Regions from separate parts of the Manis pentadactyla genome. Here region 2 is linked to region 1. The links are chromatin contacts, called in public Hi-C maps. All regions are on one chromosome and are shown on one strand. The core of a region is the stretch at or near the end of the contact, and the rest is flanking DNA. Distances in the headings are between cores, read along the strand shown. Region 1 holds the start of HNRNPA2B1 (heterogeneous nuclear ribonucleoprotein A2/B1). Region 2 holds the start of HOXA9 (homeobox A9).

Region 1 (2,700 bases), core at 9-2,508:
CCCCGCCCCCCACCAGGGAGCGCGGGCCTCGTGGTCAGCGCATCCGCGGGGAGAAACAAAGGCCGCGGCGCGGGGGTTCAAGGGCACTGCACCCCGGGGGCCCGCGCGGCACCCCCACCCGAAGGTGTCCACGTAACGGAGCGTCCGCCGCCGCCTCGGGGCTGCAAGCGGCGCGCGCCGCTTGGATGCGGGAGAATGCACCGCCCTCGCGGGAGGCCCGAGTCACCGACCGAGCCCGGGAGGGGGAGGAGGGCCCCTAATCTAGATCGGGAGTGGGGGAGGGGGTAAGGAAATGCGCTTTGTCTAAAAATAAGGCTGCCGCCACAGCTCTCTACACTCTCGAGAACAGTCTTGTCCACCCCAACTAAATAGAGGGGCCGGTCGAGCGCCAAGCCCGCCGGGGGGTCGCTGCACGCCTGTCTGCTCCTTCCGGCCAGCTCCCCACTCGGGGTCGGGAAGGGAAGGTCAGGAAGCGGGAACTGGGGGGGGCGGGGGAGGGTCCCTGGGGTGCATGTGGTATCGTAAGCACCACCACCGAGTGAAGGCTAGAGAGAAAGAAAGACACCGACTTCACCGCCTCCGAGCTGCTCCGGGTCCCTGCTCTGCGGCGTCTCCTGCCCGGCGCGCCTCAACCTCGAGCCACATCCGAGGGGGAGGAGGCTGGGGAGCTGCGCGCCAGGCCGCCGCCGCCGAGGAAGGGGGGAGGTGGCACCGCCCACGCCGGGCGGCCGCGAGGGGCGGGGCGGGCGCGCGCGTCCGGCGGGGGAGGGGCCCTCGCCGGGAGCCTGAGGGAGGCGGCGGGGCAGAGGGGAGGAGGGAGGGTGGTGGTGAAAGCGGCACTTACCGCTCGCGGCGTGGCGCCTGGTGGTCCCCGGAGGGAAGGGAGGGTGAAGGAGGGGCGAGGACACTGATCAGAGCCTCCCCGGCTGAGGTGTTTTTGCTCTGCAACGGCAGCGGCTGGCGCCCAAGCTGGACTCCGCCCACTTCCTCGGCCCTGGGGGTTGGGTGCCTCCAAACGCTGGAGTTGGCCGGGCGGGGTGTGGCTGGGGGAGTGAAGAAGACATGGGTCAGGGGAACTAAGAACGAGGGCCTCTTTCGGACCACCCTCTCCAAAGACCCGTGAACCCAAGGGGTCGATCCCAAGGATACTGACCAGGGTGAAGTGTAACTTGACTAGAACTCGCTTAGGGTGTTTCCGGAAGGGGCCGAGTCAGTCCTGTGCTAAGGGGGTGAGGGGCGGAAGGAGAGAAAACGTAGTTGGGAGGCCACAGATTTTTTTGGCGGGAGAACTGAGGGCGGTGGGATTATAAAAGGCGCTGCTGCAGGGACCACCTCCAGGTTGAGGGGGCCGGCCCTCTGGGTTGTGGATTAAGCTCCTCCTGACAGCGTTAATTTCAAACTGCGCGACCGTTTTTCACCTCCCCTGCGCAGAGGCTGGGGCTGGATCCAACTGAGAGAAAACCACGCTGCTCGCGAGCCTTCCGCAATTCACTGATCCCACTTAAGCAAGTGACGTCAAGAACCACCAGTGGCTGCAAGGAGGAGGAGTACGCACTTAGCGTAAGGAGGGCGTAGAGCGTTCCCGCCAGTAGCGGCGGTTAGGGCGTTTACGCAACGGCCTGACGTAGGGGAAGACGCGTTAGTCGGGGGGAAGGTTCTAGAAAAGCGGCGGCAGCGGCGGCGCTAGCGGCAGTAGCAGCAGCGTCGGCTCTCCTTTGGAGGTGCTCTTCGTGGTGGTGTTTCTCGAGCAGCTGCAGTTCTCACTACAGCGCCAGGACGAGTCCGGTTCGTGTTCGTCCGCGGAGATCTCTCTCATCTCGCTCGGCTGCCGGAAATCGGGCTGAAGCGACTGAGTCCGCGATGGAGGTAACGGGTTTGAAATCAATGAGTTATTGGAAAGGGCATAGCGAGGCCGTTGGCGCCTCTGGAAGTCGGCCACCGCTTCCACGGGAGAGTGGCTGTGAAATTGGGCCACCTCGGAAGCGGATGGTCTCGGCATATTTTCGGAGAGGGGTCATTAACGGAGGCTTGATAGCACGGCACCTTCCCCACCCTCAGCCTCCCGGCGCCATTTCCCTTTGCTGGGGGTGGGGGATGGGGAACATCCACATGGCGAGCGCAGCCCCGCTTTAGTGAAACGGTCGCGGAGGCGGGAATCCTACTCCCTTCTTAGAGCACGCTGATTTGGGGGCCCCGGCGTCCCCGCGTTTGAGCGTTTCCGCGGGCTTTTGGTCCCGGTGAGGCATGCTGCGGAGCTTCCCCTCCCCCTCTCCCGGGAACCGGATTTGGCGGCAGCCATTTTCGTTTCTTTCCTTCCTCGCAGCGTTTTTCTTTTCAATATCTGAATTCTGCTAGTTTGACTCCTTTATCAAAGAATAAAAGTGGTTAACTATCTTTCTTTCTTCTCGGGCTGTTTTCATGCCGTTTCGAGGTGGATTCCGAGTGTTTTGTGAGCTTGGATCTTTTAAAGTCTACGCACCTCTTGAGAGGCTCTTTTCGCTTCTCCTCGATGAAATGGCGCCATTGCGTTCAGAAGCCACACCGAAGAGCGGGCGGGGGGAGGGTTCTACAGGGCCGGTTCGCACGATTTAAGAGGAGGTAAAACGGCCTACGGTGTTGTGCCCGGTTTTTAAGCGAGCCACGGTACCAAAAAAAAAACCCTTTTCTGTTCCTTGTTTGAGTAACGGTTTTATCTGAGTC
Region 2 (2,700 bases), core at 80-2,579, 880 kb before region 1:
TACTCCTTTCTTCCTTCTTTCCTTCCCTTTTTATTTTTCTTTTATGTTCGTGTTCTTTGTATCCAGTTTTCTATTTCCACCTCATCTCCTCCCCAACTCTTCTTTCTGGAGGGAACCAGGGCTGGCTTGGGAGAGCCTTGTGTTTGGGTGGGGAAGTTTTATTTTTCTGTGTGCCCCAAGTAGAGGTAGGAATCTGCTGGGGAAGGGCTCGCGTGGGGGCGGCTGTGGAGGGCTGTGGATCTGGGCTTGGTGTGCCGCTGCATAGACAAGGCCTAGGTTACGATCACGACCGGATGGCGGCAGCCTTGCGTTCCTACTTCGTGGGTTGGCAGCGGCATATAATTAGGAGGCATTCGCGATGTTTTTGTATGCCCATGCCAAGGGCATAGAGACCTTCTCCAGCCTCACGAGGGACCTGAGACTGGAACTTAAGCTGAGGTCTAGCTAGGCTTGGTGGAGCCTAGCCATGCAGAAAGCTCTGCTGGGAAGTTCCCTCGGCTCTCCCAAGTCTGCTGGTCCCAGCTCCGGCTTTAACCGCGATAAAGGGAGCCCTGTCGGGGCAAAGATTGGCTGCTTGATTGCCAGTGGTTTCTGTCAGGTTCAGAGTATGTTAGATATGGCATCCTTGTGAGGAAGGGTGCTGGAGAAGGGGACCCCTCCAGGGCCAATCTGTTTCAAATAATAGGAGAAAGGAACCCTAAAATTCCAGAACTGTTATAATACACACTCGAGTCCTTGTTCCAAGTTGTAGTCCACCGTTACTAGCCAATCGGGCGATTTTTGCTACCGGGATCTGAAATCAACCTCCATCCCTCCTTTACCCTCAACCCCCACACATTCAGGCTTTTAGACTCTTGCTCACTGAGCAGTGCTTCCCTTCCCAGCTCCAACTGCCGGCCCAGGAACTGTTTTCTTTGCTCAGTCCGCGGTCCTGTTATCTGAAAAGCCGACACCCCGCATTCTCAATTCCTCTCTGCCATTTTCCGGACCTGAATACTGGATTTGTTTTGGAGGCTAAGGTTTTAGAACTCTCAGGCTAGAAGAGGCATTTGTAATTACATGTATTTATTATTTCTTTCTGCACACACAATCCCTTTCACTTTCCAAATACAGTCAAAAGCCCGAATGTTCTCCCCTAGGCTCTAGTAAGAACTGCTTAACACTCAACGTTTGCTAATTATTTAGTAACCGTCCTATTTGGGGGGCTAACGCTATTTAAAGGAACAGCCTTTTATTTTATTTTTTTTTAATAATAATTCGTATCTTCTCTGGGTACAAAAAAAAAAAAGGAAAAGGCCACCAAGACATGTCCAGCTCGTTTGCAGATAACTATAGTTTGGAGTGAAGGTTTCCTCCAGGGTTAATTTTTCTTAATGAAAATCTCAAACTCAGTGAGCTGCCCGATATTTGGGACTTCTTGAGCTGCGTTGTGGGTGGGGATAATGCGGAGGAATTCACAGGGAAAGGAAAATGTTGGAGCGGAGGAGGCTGAGGCTGCCAGGACCGGCCACGCCGGAGTTCACTGTGTCAGCCACTTCCCTCTTCCGGCGCGGGCAGTGAAAGGGGCACCCGTTTGCTCTCGGCGAGGCTTCTTAGTCTCACTCTCGGGGAGAGCCTGGCATTTTAGGGTCCCCGCCCGGGATGGGGATGTATCAGGGTTTGGGGGTAGGGAGAGGTTGCTGGAACTGTTGGGGAGGATGAAGGCAAAAAAGGAGGTGGGAAGCACCCACGGCCGCCGGCCCTTGCCGCCAGGGAAGTGGACTAATGAGAAACACACTCTTGCAGGCACGGTGTTCACACGTGAATTTAATTACCTCGTTTTCAGCAGTTGCAGCTTTCCGTTCGTATTTGCGGTGGGTTTTTTTCTTGGAATTAACAGAGCGGCCGAGGCCTTTACTTTACCGCTGAAAGACTCGGGTGAGAAATACCCTCCTCAGTTTGACCAAGCTAAGGGATGGGATTGAAGTCAGTGCCCCGTGCGCCTCCCCGTTTTAATATCTAGCCCTAGACTTGAGCTGCGGCCGGGCCGCCTCACTTTGGGCCTTGTAACTGTGGAACCGCCGGCCTGGAGGGTAACCGGGGAGGTGGCCAAGAAGGAAGGAAGGAAGGAGCCCTGAAGAAGCCTGAGAACAGCCACTCTCATGAGGGCCTCCCAGCTCCTGGAGCCCCGGGGTCTCCTGCGCGGCTGCCTTTTCGCAAGCCGAAGTCGCCTTCCACCGATGCCGCCTCTAGTTTTTCTCACAGCAGCTCGGATTGAGGGAGTGCAATGAAGCCCGCAGAGCTCAACGTTAGGGCCTTCCAGGTCCCAGCACAGGGCTGCGTCGCCCGCTGCGTCCGCGTTGGGAGCATGCTTTCTGCCTTACAATGAGCAGGGCGCGGGAGACGCGCGTGTGCGCGGGGTGAGACCGGAACGCACGGTACAACCAGGCCCTCAAATCCCTCGCCTCAGGGCCGGCTGGCGGCTCCTCTGTGCGGGGCTCATCCGAGGTGTAGCGGCAGACCGGGGAGCAGTTCGGCCTCCCCCGGATTCAACTGGGCAAATTCAGGGGCCCACAGTAGGCGGTGCCCTCTCAGCAGCCTGTCCGTGCCCAGCTTGGGCAGGGTCAGTGGTGGCTCAGTTTGGAACGGATACGTTGAATTTGACTTGTCGCAGCCGGCCGAGGGTAAACTAGCATCTCCGGGGACCGCGGGGATTATTTA

The links. Hi-C and Micro-C count contacts between places; a contact is called where the count stands out from the background.
Region 2: a Hi-C map of skin fibroblasts shows a contact between it and region 1, with 7 times the contacts expected there. The contact joins the promoter of HOXA9 here to the promoter of HNRNPA2B1 in region 1. A contact is called at or near these places in 2 of 3 Hi-C or Micro-C datasets (fibroblasts and skin fibroblasts).

The regions. Positions count from the first base shown.
Region 1 is chr7:99,718,964-99,721,663 of mManPen7.hap1, reverse strand. It overlaps HNRNPA2B1 (heterogeneous nuclear ribonucleoprotein A2/B1), which reads left to right and starts at 1,258. Exons shown (of 14, transcript XR_008998513.1): 1 at 1,258-1,866. It overlaps CBX3 (chromobox 3), which reads right to left and starts at 1,136. Exons shown (of 6, transcript XM_057504600.1): 1 at 845-1,136.
Region 2 is chr7:100,595,531-100,598,230 of mManPen7.hap1, reverse strand. HOXA9 (homeobox A9) reads left to right here and starts at 1,329. Exons shown (of 2, transcript XM_036897442.2): 1 at 1,329-2,700.